Linked DNA regions of Mus musculus: region 2 is linked to region 1. The links are chromatin contacts, called in public promoter capture Hi-C maps. All regions are on one chromosome and are shown on one strand. The core of a region is the stretch at or near the end of the contact, and the rest is flanking DNA. Distances in the headings are between cores, read along the strand shown. Region 1 holds the start of Zfp964 (zinc finger protein 964). Region 2 holds the start of Slc25a42 (solute carrier family 25, member 42).

Region 1 (7,138 bases), core at 1,795-4,294:
TCCTGATGTTTGTGCAGGAATAGAAACCCTGACTAAGACCGGTACCATCTCAGTTAGCTGGGCACATCAGCCATTGATCCAGAAAATACCCTGAGGTCCTCTTCACAGATTACACTAGGTTGTGTCAAGTGGACAAAATGTAACCAAGACACACCCTACTTGGAAAAAGAGAAAACAGGAGGAAAAAAAAAAAGGAAAGGGGTAGTTTAAAGCTAAGATTAAGAGAGATTTCCCCCCTCAATAAGAAGGGTTACTGGGGCTGACGAGATGGCTCAGTGATTAAGAGTGCCAACTGCTCTTCCGAAGGTCCCAAGTTCAAATCCCAGCAACCACATGGTGGCTCACAGCCATCCATAACGAAATCTGATGCCCTCTTCTGGAGTGTCTGAGGACAGCTACAGTGTACTTACATATAATAAAAAAATAAATCTTTTTTAAAAAAAGAAGGGTTACAAAGGGGACTTCAACATCCCTCCAATAAAGAAATATTTAATTTTTGTATATTAAAGAAATATTGGCTTTTGGGTGTCAGCCATTTCAATACTACAAAGTAGAAATGTAAGGGCTCTTTGGAGAGTTTGTTGTATTGGATGGGGTTTTGCTGAGGCAAACACGTGAAGGAGTGTTTTCCTGAAGTGGACACATGTGAAAAGATGCTCTGCTAAAGCAAGCACATGAAAGGACATGTGATGAAGGATTCTTTGCTAACCACACGCATGTATTGGTCCACCTTACATTGTGCAGTTGAGCTGCATTTGTCAGAACTCCATAGAGATAAATGCACCAAAAAACTCCTGGTGATGTGCTGCAGCTTCTTGCCACTTCTGCAGACTTGGGCTGATTGGCAGAGTGATGTTAGCTGAGACAGACATACATGCTGAAGTATGGCATGTGTTTAGGCAAGGCACAAAGAGAACTCATGATGTTTGGAGAGGGTATAAAAGGGACTCAGTGCACAGTGACTGAGGCTGAGCTAGGCTTGCTTATAGAGCTAGCTGTGCATCACGTGTTGGTCTTTTGACTTCTTTGATGATCTTCACTTCGCTGAGAAAAGCACAGCCAAGAACTCTTCCTGGCGTTCCTGCTGGTTGGTCCTTTCTGCTGCCGAGGCTGAGGCCTGGCTGTCTCTGCTAAATAGTACCACCACTGCTGACTCATGTTTGCTATCCCAACTCTATCAAACTGGACTGTTGGTATATCTGTGAAGTGTTTACAAGTGAATCGAGCTGCTGTTGATGACCTGTGAACTGAACTGCAGATTTCCAGACAATGCAGATGGAAGGTTCTCCAAAGAACCTTTCTAAACAGGTCCACTTCTCCTGTATCCTTTCTTTTCCACTACCTCTGGAGGGTGGTGGGCTAGAAGGAAGGCTAAAGCATTTAAGAACCATCATTAAAAATAGGTTTTGAAAAAATTAAAGTTAAACACCACATGATTTAGTCTGAGCTAGCATATGTGATGGTGTGAGACAGTGGTCCTCACCCTTCCTAATGCCATGACCTTTAATAGTTCATCATGATGTGGTGATCCCCCCAACCATAAAATTATTTTCTTGGCTACTGTATAAACTATAATTTTGCTACTACTGTGAATCATAATGTAAATATGTGTTTTCTGATGATCTGATGACACACAGGTCAAGAACCACTGAATTGGACTGTCATTGTCCATTTCAGTATAAAGTGCATTTAGAGTTCACCAGTTACAGATAAGCAGTAGGTGCTGGGCATGTTTCTTCCAAGCGCTGGCTGGTACCGGCCCATAATGAGACTTGGAGTTACCCATGGTTTACTATGTAACTTAAATCATGATAAGGAAAAGAGGAAGCCTCAAATCCCGAGTTATTCCTTAGATAAGGCTTTGTACCCTAAGCCAGGGAGATGGGAAATTTGAGAAAATAGCAGAACTGGCCTGTGAGAAACAAAGAACAGAAATTTCTCCCCCAGGGGGACTTAAAAAAAAAAATCTTGTGCCAAAATTCACAGCCGTTTTTGCCTTTTCTCTAAGGTTCCGTGTCTCTCTGAAGAACTGAATATTTAAAACGCCTTCATTTTTCTCCAGTCGCTTGGAATTTGTTATTATCTTATTTCCAGCTGTGAAGTTGAGCACAGAGGACCAGATACTGGACTGAATTATAAGTTAAGAGTTGTAAAATCACAGTACAGATAGCGTCTTAATAACTCTACCAGAAAGAGCTGATGAGGAGCCAGTGTGTTCTGGCCTCTAACAATGACCAGACTTTGTGCAACTTTAACTAGCCCAGATTTTTACAATGTAGACCAGGCTGGCCTAGAACTCACAGAGATCTGTCTTTCGCTGCCAGCAGAATGAGTGCTGGGATTAAGGGGACTTGTACCAACCACCAAGCCCCACTTGACAGACCACTATCAAAAATTTTGGCTTCCGGGCTGGTGAGATGGCTCAGTGGGTAAGAGCACCCGACTGCTCTTCCAGAGTTCAAATCCCAGCAACCACATGGTGGCTCACAACCATCCATGACGGGATCTGACTCCCTCTTCTGGTGTGTCTGAAGACAGCTACAGTGTACTTACATAAAATAATAAATAAATCTTTAAAAAAAATAAAATAAAATAAAAGGAGCCAGGCAGTGGTGGCGCTCACGCCTTAAAAAAAAAAAAATTTTTTTTTGGCTTCCCTGAATAAAAATCCAGGTCCACGGAATACATCATACCCAAGGTCCTATAACAATTCTAGGTCTGAAGCAAGAAATCACTACACTGGACGTTGAGTTGGTAAATGCACTGTGGACACCAACGACCCAAGACCAATAGGAACTAAGCTTTTGAGATCACCGAAGACTAAAGTACCCAGCAAGAAGCAGGCAGGTCTGGCTTTTATGCAAATCTCTCCCGAGCTGAGCGAAGTCGGGCCCTAGCCAATCAGGGCCTCCAGACAAGCCATCCAATCAGGAGCGCCAGGGAGCGGTGGGAGGCGGGCTCCATCGCAATCCCGCTGTGCATTCCGCTGGGAAGCGGAGAAGGCGCAGCGGGTTCGGCCCCCTTCGCTGTGGCCACTGCGGCCCGTAGCTAAGGGGAGCGCGGCCGAGCTCGAAGCCGCGCCATGGTGAGCGCAGGGCCGAAGTCCCCAGAAGGGGAAGAGCGGCCGGCTGAGCCGCGGGAGCCGGGGTGGTGGGTCCTCCTTGGGACTGGGGGAGGGGTGGGTCCAGCGTCTGGGAAAGTTCGGCTTGGTGCGAAGATTAGAGTTTAAAAGGCGAAGCCGCGAGCTCCCCCCGGACGGATTGCGGCTGGCCAGAGGGAGCCAGGCTGGCCCGGAGAGACGAGGGCAGCACGCTGCAGAGCCCAGAGCACCCGCGTGGGCGGGGTCGCTCGGTGCTGAGCTGGTCTGCCCACAGCTCCTTCGACGGCGCAGGTTTCTCCTAGTGCGGGTTGTGACAGCTTAACGTCGCACTCACTTGTAACCCTGCGTGCGGGCTTCACAGTAAACCCGCAGCTGTTGGAGGAGAGGGGACAGCCTGGGCTGCCCCAGGACAAGGGAGAGAAACGTGGAGCGGGACTAGCGAGTAGACGAAGTGGAGGACCCCTGCCGTGCGCTGCAGCTCTCTCCTTCCCCCTCCCTCTCTCCTACTTAAATCAGCCTTATTTATTGGTGTGTGTCCCCGGTGTGTGTGTAGAGTGAGGAAGGTGTAAGGTCACAGGACAACTTTATGGAATGAGTGCTGTCCTTCCGCGATTAACGGATAGAACTCAGGTTGTCACAGAGCCTAGTATAGTTTATTTTTTCTTTTCTTAAAAAATATTTACTCCTTCCCACCCACAGTCTGGAAGTTAGATGCAACAGCTTTGCATAGCATGCTGGGTAAGTGCTCTATTACTCCTTAGGCCTATCTGCAGCTTTATCCTATCTTAATGATAATTGCTTTTAAGTCAGTTTTGAAGTTGTGAATCATGAATCTCTGCTTTGCTCTTTCCCAGGGCTGTACCCGTATTCTAACATCCTTGCAATTCCATGACTTTCCGCAGCAGTTTTCAGTCTGACCAGGTGTTCACTGGTGTTCCTTAGGTGGTGTGACCCTGAGTGTTTCAAGGCGCTTACCATCAAGTGAACAAGGTTTTCCTTTTAGAACTTAGATTCTTGCTGAGCTGGTTGGGAGTCACCTTTCATCCCAGTATTCTGGAGACAGAAGCAGGTGGATCTCTGTAAGTTCTAGGTCAGCCAGGTCTATGTCGTGAGTTCAGGCAAGTCAGGATTACATAGTGAGAACCTATCTCAAAAGGAAGAAAGAAAAAAACAAAATACTTAGGTTCTTGGTTCCTCCGAATCTCTCTGTGGGTGGCATCTTTTGCTGCCAAGCCCAGAGACCTGGGGTTAATCCTTATAAGCCACTTGGTAGAAGGAGAGAATCGAGAACCACAGAATTTCTTTGAACTCCTGTCCCTTCACCTCATACATGCATCATGGCAATGCATAGCCACACATGCACACAGAAAGGAATGGTTTAAAAAAAAAACTGATTTTTTTTAAAGCAAGCTTTGCAGTTTTAAAACTACAACTTTCTTTTTTTGTAGTATTTTTTATTTTATTTTTTTATTTACATTTCAAATACTATCCCCTTTCCTAGTTTCCCCTCTGAAAATCCCCTATCTGCTCCCCTCTCCCCCTGCTCCCCAATGCACTCCCATTCCTGGCCTAGGCATTCCCCTATACTGGGGTGTAGAGCCTTCAAAGGACCAAGGGTCTCTCCTCCCATTGATGAAAGACTAGGCCATCCTCTGCTATATATATAGCTAGAGCCACAAGTTCCACCATGTGTTTTCTTTGATTGGTGGTATAGTTCCAAGGAGCTCTGGGGGTACTGGTTAGTTCATATTGATATTTCTCCTATGGGGCTTCAGACCCCTTCAGCTCCCTGGGTACTTTCTCTGGCTCCTTCATTGGAGACCTTGTCCTCCGTCCAATGGGTGACTGTAAGCATCCACTTCTGTATTTGCTAGGCACTGGCAGAGCCTCACAGGAGACAGCTGTATCAGACTCCTGTCAGCAGGCTCTTGTTGGCATCTGCCTAGTGTCTAGGTTTGGTGGTTGTTTATGGGATGGATCCCCAAGTGAGGCAGTCTCTGGATGGTCTTTCCTTGCCTCTCAGCTCCAAACTTTGTCTCTGTAACTCCTTCTATGGGTATTTGTTCCTTCTAAGAAGGAACAAAGTATCCACACTTTGGTCTTCCTTCTTCTTAAGTTTCATGTGTTTTGCAAATTTGGCCTATCTTGGGTATTCTAAGTTTCTGGGCTAATATCCACTTATCAGTGAGTGCATATCATGTGAGTTCTTTTGTGATAGGGTTACCTCACTCAGAATGATATCCTCCAGATCCTGAGTTCCAGGACAGCCAGGGCTACACAGAGAAACCCTGTCTCGAAAAAACAAAAACAAACAAAAAAAGAATTTCATAAATTCTTGTTTATAATAAACAAGAATTCATAAATTGTTTTTAATAGCTGAGTAGCACTCCATTGGGAAAATGTACCACATTTTCTATATCCATTCCTCTGTTGAGGGACATCTGGGTTCTTTCTAGCTTCTGGCTATTATAAATAAGGCTGCTATGAACATAGTGGAGCATGTGTCCTTATTACAAGTTGGAACATCTTCTGGATATATGCCCAAGAGAGGTATTGTTGGACCTTCCAGTAGTACTATGTCCAATTTTCTGAGGAACTGGCAGACTGATTTCCAGAGTGGTTGTACCAGCTTGCAATTCCACCAGCAATGGAGGAGTGTTCTTTCTCCACATCCTCGCCAGCATCTGCTGTCACTTGAGTTTTTGATCTTAGCCATTCTGACTGGTGTGAGGTGGAATCTCAGAGTTGTTTTGATTTTTATTTCCCTGATGATTAAGGATGTTGAACATTTTTTCAGGTGCTTCTCAGCCATTCGGTATTCCTCAGTTGAGAATTCTTTATTTAGTTCTGTACCCCATTTTTTAATAGGATTATTTGATTTTCTGGAGTCTAACTTCTTGACTTCTTTGTATATATTGGATATTAGTCCCCTGTCTGATTTAGGATTGGTAAAGATCCTTTCCCAATCTGTTGGTGGCCTTTTTATCTTATTGACAGTGTCTTTTGCCTTACAGAAGCTTTGCAATTTTATGAGGTCCCATTTATCGATTCTCAATCTTACAGCACAAGCCATTGCTGTTCTGTTCAGGAATTTTCCCCATGTGCCCATATCTTCGAGGCTTTTCCCCACTTTCTCCTCTATAAGTTTCAGTGTCTCTGGTTTTATGTGGAATTCCTTGATCCACTTAGACTTGAGCTTTGTACAAGGAGATAAGAATGGATCAATTCGCATTTCTCTACATGGTAACTGCCAGTTGTGCCACCACCATTTGTTAAAACTACAATTTTCTTATTTACTGTTGGATTTAGATTCATGCTTCTTGGGTGAGAACTTAAGTGGATTTTAACTACATTTTCAAGTATTTTATCATGTGTGTATAGAAGTGTTATTGAGTGTGTGTGCTTTGCTCCTTGACATTGAGGGAGTGTGCACTTCCTCATCTTGGTTGGTCCCATGTTAGGCATAGTGCTATTATAACTGTCTTAGGCCCTGTTTTGGTGTGATGTATCCTCAACTCTTTTTAAGCAAAATCACCATTTCAAAGTATTGTGGAGTCCAAGATTCATCATTTTGCCATAGGGGGTAATGTTAAGAAGCATCCCTCAAGTCAGGTGGATGCCATTAATCCTGGTGCTCTGGAAACAGAGGCAGGCAAATCTCTAAGTTCAAGGACAGCCTGGTCTACAGAGCTAGTTCTATGACAACCAGGATGACACAGAGAAACCTGTCTCAAATGACCAAAATAAAGAGAAGATTTCGAGGAGGAGAGAAGAAGGGAAGAAAGGAAGAGCCATTCCCTTTGTGGAATCAAGTCAGATGTTTTTATTTATTTTCAAGATGCAAGCTAAACTTGAACTAGAGATTTCCCTCAGAAACCTGATATCTGAAGTTAAGAGTGTGTTCCACCACATCTGATGTATATAATAGCTTATAGTTCTGATTCTAGGAAATAGTGGTGTGTTTGGGTAGACTCAGTTGTTTATTTGAGACAGTCTCTCACTGTGTAGCTCTGGCTGGCCTGGAATTAGCCATGTAGA
Region 2 (7,138 bases), core at 2,017-4,516, 560 kb after region 1:
CTGAGCCATCTCTCCAGCCCAATCTTGCTATTTTTTTTTGGGGGGGGGGTTGTTAGAGGGGTCTTGAGACAGGGTTTCTGTGTAGCCCTGGCTGTCCTGGAACTCACTCTGTACACCAAGCTGGCCATGAACTTAGAAATCCACCTGCCTCTGCCTCCCAAGTGCTGGGATTAAAGGCATGTGCCACCACACCCAGCCCAATCTTGCTATTTTTAATATCTGGGGGTTTTTTTTGTTTTCACTTTGCTTGACACAGGGTCTCAAGTAATCTGAAAAGACCTTGAATTTTCTGTGTCGCTAAAAATGACCTTGAACTCTTATACTCCTGTCTCCTCCTTCTAAATGCTAAGATGGTAGTGGGCATAAAACAGGCACTTCTGGGGAGTTTTGGTTGTTTTGTTTTATTGAAACAAGGTCTTGCTGTAGAGTCCAAGCTGGCTTCAATATTGTCTCAGCTTCCCTTATCTGGGACTGTAAGCCTTACCACTATACTCATGTGATTATAACTATTTTTCTTATTGTTCTGTTCTAATAGGATCTTGCTATGTATTGCAGGCTGGCCTTGAACAGTCTCTCTGGTACTAGGATCAAAGGAGTGCACAGCATGCCTGAAAATATTGATTTATTGGAAATAGTCTTACTATGTAGCCTTGGTTTTTCTAAAACTCACTGCATAGACCAGGCTAGCCTAAAACTCACAAAGATCTTCCTGCCTCTATCTTTCAAGGGCTAGAATTAAATACACCATTGCTGGCACATAATGATTTTTTTTAAACTACCTGTATCACTTATATCATCAAAATCTAATTTTATGTACACGTTATATATGTGTGTGTAAAAGAATGTGTACAGAGAGGCTGAGCAGATGGTTCAGGAGGTAAGAGCTCTTGCTGCAGACAAGCATGAAAACCCAAGTTCAAATCTCCAGCACCCACGTAAAAAGCCAGGCATGGTTGCTGAAGCAACACCAGACATCCTTCCCTGGCCTCTGTGTGTCTGTGTGCCTTATTCACATACAGTAAACTCATAGACATACATACATGCACACAGCTCACATAACCATATATATAAGTACACATATATTATATACACATATAATTTTCTTTTTCAAGGCTGGGGTGAAACCAAAGGCTTTGAAAATACTAAGGAAGTATTCTACTACTGAGTGTACCCCATGACCTTGCTTGAAATCAAATGGAAAGTCCCAAAGGCTACAGTTTCCACAGGAGAAGCTGAAGGTGACATGAGCAGGAGGAACATTCTGGCACTATCCTCAGTGAAGGGAGAGACCACTGAGAGTGACAGCACTGGGACAGCCTTACAGGAAATAAGACCTTTATTGATTTTTCATAACAAAGCCACTGTCCTCCTACACACATGGAAATTAGACTTAGAACTAAAAAACTGCCAGAAAAACCTTCCTCCCCAGTTCAGGCCCCCACCTTTTTGCACTGACGCTTTAAGCAGTTGAAACATTAGCTCTCCCAACTCTGAGAAGTATTTCCTTACTGTTGAACAGCAGCAAGGAACTCGGGCAGGTCACGGAGAAGGCCTGGTCCGACCGCAACCAACAGCGCCCCAGATGTTTAGCAGCCCACCAATCCAGCCTGCCTCCACACCCTCCAAAGCCTGGAGACACAAGCTCAGGCAGCCACCTAGGGGCTGTCCCTTCCAGCTAAGCATTTCCGGATTCATCAGTCACGACTTGGGAGAAATGCCTGGGAATGGGGTGGAGTATGGTGGGGGCTCCCTTCCTCCACTAACTCAAGAGACAGAAACACCAGTAAGCAGCCTTTGACAGGAGCTGGCTCACAGACAAGGCTCAAGGGGGCCAGGCAGAGCCTGCTGCAGCGTTTGAGGGCTTCAGACTTCTGGTTGGTGAACTGGGATGCTCTGAGCATCAGGCTGAGGAGATTATTCTAAGTCCAGAAATGACTCAAAAGCTGTCCAGCCCTGAGATTTTTGTTTGTTATTGGTCTTTGAGACAGGGCCTCTGAGTAGCCCAGGCTGGACATGAACTCCAGATCCCCCTGCTGAGATGATAAGTGTGTACCCCCACACCTGGTTTCTCTGGTGCTAGGAATGGAACCCCCAACTTCAAACAAGCACTCTACCAACTCCACTCCCGTCTATGCACTGTTTGCTCATTAGTTTTCTTTCCTTTCTTTTTGTGAAACAAGGTCTTAAACAGACCAGGCTACTCAAATTCACTGTGTGTAGCCAAGGTAACCTTGAACTTCTGATCCTACCTCTACCTGTTCAGTGCACAGATGACTCATAACATCATGCTGTGTCAAGAAGTGATTTTATATGCATATACATATACATATTGTGGTGTGTGTGTGTGTGTGTGTGTGTGTGTGTGTATTTACGTGTGTGCCACAGAGCCCATGTAGAGATCAGAGGACAACTTTTGGCAGTTCCCAAAAACTCAGTTTGCTGAGCCATCTCACCTGACCTCAAGCACTCTTTATAAAAGTTCAAGGACAACCTGGGTTACAGTGCAAGACTTTGACTCCAAAACTAATCAATAAATAAATACAATAAAATGAAATGCTAGAAATAAATTTAAAAGCCCTGTTAAAGCAATAACAGACCAGGTGGTACCCCACACTTTTAATCCTGGCACTTGGGAGGCAGGGGCAGGGAGATCTCTGTGAGTTCCAGACCAGCTGGCTCTACACAGTGAAACACGGTTTCCAAAACCAAGCCACCACTCGCACTACACGGGGGACGAAAATAAAAAATTTAAAACCACAAGTTAGGTGGACTTTGCTTTGGGAGTGAAGCGATGGTTGCGCGACAGGGACGGGGAGAGGCACGCAGGTGCACGTGTGTAGCAGCCGCGTCCGGGTGGCACCCGAAGCTTGCACCCGAAGCGTCCACCCGGGTTCCAAAGGAAGGACACGCAGCGGGCTGAGGAAGATCAGGTCTGCGAGGCACGCATGTTGGGTGCGTAAGCGGCCACCTTGGCCTCACAGGGGTTGTCACTCTCAGGGCAGCTCGGTGTGAAATTAGGGTTCGGCCTGGCCGTGGGGACCCCGAGGACGCGCGAAACACAGGGTGTGTGAGGGGATCTGTCACCTCTCCACGCTCGCGACACTGCTGTCACAACGAAACGGCCCCATGCCGCGCTTCCTCCCAGCCCGGGCCGCGAGAACCCCGCCACCCCGCGTCGCCCCTTGGCGCCTGCACTCCTTGGGTCGCGCTCACCTGCCCGGACGCGTCGCCGCTGCTGCCGCTACTGCCTCAGCCGCCTCAGCCGCTGCAGCCCCGCCTCGCGCGGGCCCTAAGCTCGAGGCCGGGAGGGGCCCAGGCCCTGCCGCCATTGGTCACGCCCTGTCCAATCAGCGCTGGAGACGGCAAGAATTGGTAAGCATGGCACAGACGGGCATCCTTTTTAACCAATCGCTAAAGGAAGGGGCGAGGCTACATGGAGGGGCGGCCCTGGTTCTTCTGAGCGTTCTACACCGGGTACAAGGCGGAGAGGCCTGGTGGGGGGCGTTCAAGAATTGGAACCCGCAGAAAATGGGCAGAGCTTCCGGCCAATTGCCAAGGGGTATAGGCGGAGCTAAGAGGAAAGGCGGCTCTTGGTTTCTGAGAATTCGGGGCACAAGGAGACAGAAGCGAGGATTGGATTCTGCAGAAAACAAGCAACGCTTTGGGCCAATAACTGAAGGGAGGGGGCGGGGCCTGGAAACAGCCCTCTTAGCCAATCGCTGAAGAGCAAGGTCAGCGCTCTGAGTAAGCTGGCGCGCTGGGCAAGGGCGAAGCTCGAGGATCGGAGGGTGTAGCCCGGAGGGCAACGATGATTGACTGCGACACTAAAGATGTACAGGTCCTGGGACCAATCGCAGAAGCTGTAGGCGGTGCATCTTCCAGGGGTGGGCGCGCTAGGTACAGACCATAACTATCTTGTCTGCCCTGGATGATCTAGTATGTTCCGCGCAGACTCCTCAGGTTCCCATGGCGCTCAGAAGCTTTACTCTTTCCTGAATTTAGACTTTGACAGTTGAAACACTCTTGGTTAATTCTCAGCCCGTCCCTCCTTTACTGTTCCCCTGCCGATGATACAAAGGGCAGAAACTCAGATCACTCAGCCTTCCTCTGCTACTTGAGTTCATGTGCAAAACATGGGAAGCAAAAGTGCAATCCTGCTGACGTGATCTGACTTTCAGAAAGTGACGTCTCTGGGTCCAAGCTTTATCCTTTACGAGATCTTATGACATCCCTGTGTTTGTGGTAACTGGTGAATTAACCAAACAATAAATACAACCACATGTCAAAGGGAACACAGAGAGGTCAAGCTCTTTGACCAAGGTTACAGAGCACTTTAGCTGTTCAATTTGTATATTGAAGCTCTGAACCCCCTCAGAAAGGGTAGTAAGACAGTGGGGAACGGAGTGACCTGAGTTACTCAGTCTGCTCAAGCCTTGGACAGAGCAATCCTTAGGTTCAATCTTGCCTCCCTGACCCCTTTGTGGAAACAGAAGGAGCCAGCAAGATGGCTCAATGGGTAAATGTTAATCCTACAGATTCAAGGAGAAAGACCACCGACCCAAATCATGGCCAAGAAAATTAAAGCAAGCAATTAATTAAAGCAAGCTTGTGTACATGGGATGTCTCTTCCTAAAAACCAGACATCAATCAACATTGAAAGTGGGGAAAATACATTTGTTTTATTTGTTTTTGTTTTGAGACAGTGTCTCACTATGGAGCCCGGGTTGTCCTGGAACTCACTATGTAGACTAGACGTGCCTCAAAAACACAGTGATCTAACTGCCTCTGCCTCCCAATTGCAGGGATTCAAAGGAGAATGCCACTAGTTGGGTTAGAAGATTAGGTCTTTACAACTCAGGGTAGGGGTTTTCCAAATGAGGATCTGGCAGGCAAATAGGGTTACAGACGCAGAACATAGGGTAACAAGTTGGTCATAACACCCACGGGAAACAGAGACATTGTTGCAAGGTGGCCATAACAGGATAACAACCTTTGAAACTAAGACATGGTTTTTTATTTCCTGGAACAGGTAGTAGAAAGAACCATTTGTAATTAAGGTTACAGTGGGATATAGCCCATGTCCTGAGAAACAGAGATGTAATCATAAACAGGAATGAGCATGGTTTGTTTTACTATAAGATACCTTCAAACCCAAGATGGAAGCAGCCTGGGCCTTCAGAAAGGCTCTGACCTGGCCACCAGCCACAATGGCCTGCATTTAATATCCTAACCCACATGGTGGAAAGAGAAAACAGAGTCCCAAAAGTTGTTTTTTTTTTTTTTTACCTCTCCACATCCATGCTATGGCATGTTCATGCCCAAGGCCCTGCTGCCTCTCTGTGGAGCTGGGGACTATGAGCAGGCCCTGCAGTTGCCCACAGCTGAGGGACATACATCATCCTATGCTTCTTGTCCCCAGAACCATCTCTCTCTCTGACTTCCCAATAACATTTTCATAACTTTCCAGACATCAAGAAGACAGAAATGAACTCTTATTTCCCACATGTTTGGGTGGGGCCAGTAGAGATCAAGTTTAGCAGCAGAGGATCTTGGGAGGAAGCCAGGCTACGCTTAATATTACAGACTCAGGTTTCAGGGCTGTGTAAAGCCTTGAACTCTTCATCCACAACGTTAAAACGGGCAGGCTCACATCATGCAAGCCACTATCTGCAGGCCACTGTTGGGACTCCCCATAGACTAATTCACTGTAAACTTCCTGGCAAGGATGAGGATATTCTAAAGAGATGACTCAGAGGTTAAAACCACTCTGCTCTTGCAGAGAACCTGAGTTTAGTTCTCAGTACCCACATGACAGCTCACAACTGTCTGAAACTCCAGTTCCAGAGGATCTAATGTCCTCTTCTGGCCTCCACAGGTACCTGCACACACATTAATTCATAAATTCATAAATTCATGTAGGTATACATACATACACAAAGGAGGCATCTTTGCCCTTCCCTTACCTATCAGAATATTTAAACAAGGGCCTCCAAAACTTTAGATTTTCTCCAGGGACCAGGTGGTGGTGGCTTATGCCTTTAATCCCAGGACTCCGAAGACAAAGGCAGGCCGATGTCTATGAGTTCGAAGCCAGCCTGGTCTACAGAGTGAGGTCCTGGACAGCCAAGGCTATACAGATGTAGAGAAACCTTGCCCCGCCCCCTGACACCCACACAAAAAGAATTTCCCCAGGAACCTAAGCCTGATGCAGCCAACACTGAAGCTTAACTTGCCTCTGGCAAAGAGTCCACACAGTTCCAACATCCTGTCAGACTTGAGGAGAGCCTGAAGCTGAGCAAGCAAGGTGACAGTGACAAGCAAAGAGTCGTGGCCTGAAGAGGACCACTTAGCTGTTTCCAGATCCTGCCTTCTGTTCAAATATCACAACCTTGGGCTTGTGAGAATATGGCTCGGCTAGTAAAGGGGCATTGCCTCAAAGACTGACAACCTGAGTTCAATCCCTGGGCCCCACCGTGGAAGGAGAGAACTGACTTCTGAAAGTTGTCCTCTGACACCCCCCCACACACCAGCTGTGTTGTGTGAGGTGTATACTCACAATAAATTGAATACATACATAAATAAGTGTGATAAAAATGTAATCCTTCACCTTGTATCAGGACCCTGAAACTGGACTTGGGAATCAGCAGACCTCTTTACTCGCTCCTCTTCACTGTGCAGCCCTTCCCTGCCTGTTTGTCGGTGTGTGTACCCTGTGCAGAAGCAGAGAAGGAAGCTAGTGTCTTGCTGTCGAGCTCTCCACCATTTCCTGAATCGGGATCTCAAGGCTGCTCTGACAGCCAGTGAGTTCCCAACAGCCTACTGTTTGTACTCTCCTGGAGCAGCCTTACCATGACAACCATGTGCAGCCATGACCAGCGTTTTCATGCGGGAGCTGGGGCTGGGGAGCCAAAGCCTTTCATTTGCATAGCATAGCAAGCCATCTCTTAACCACCAATCCATCTTTTTCAGCCCATAGTGCCTTTGATGAGACAGGGTATCACTATGTAGCCGTGGCTGGCCTAGAGCTCATCACATAGACCAGGTTTGCCAGAAATGAATTCCTGTGACAGGGACCCACCTGCCTCTACTTCCCCAGACTAAGAGTGAAAGGCCTGCACTGCCATGCTATGCCTCCCAT

Evidence for each region. Promoter capture Hi-C pulls out the DNA fragments that hold promoters and counts their contacts.
Region 2: a promoter capture Hi-C map of pre-B cells shows a contact between it and region 1, with 3 times the contacts expected there. The contact joins the promoter of Slc25a42 here to the promoter of Zfp964 in region 1. A contact is called at or near these places in 2 of 39 promoter capture datasets (cranial neural crest and pre-B cells).

What each region holds. Positions count from the first base shown.
Region 1 is chr8:69,651,512-69,658,649 of GRCm38.p6, forward strand. It overlaps Zfp964 (zinc finger protein 964), which reads left to right and starts at 3,045. Exons shown (of 4, transcript NM_001177527.1): 1 at 3,045-3,085. The coding sequence starts at 3,083.
Region 2 is chr8:70,209,015-70,216,152 of GRCm38.p6, forward strand. Slc25a42 (solute carrier family 25, member 42) reads right to left here and starts at 3,267. Exons shown (of 8, transcript NM_001007570.2): 1 at 3,214-3,267.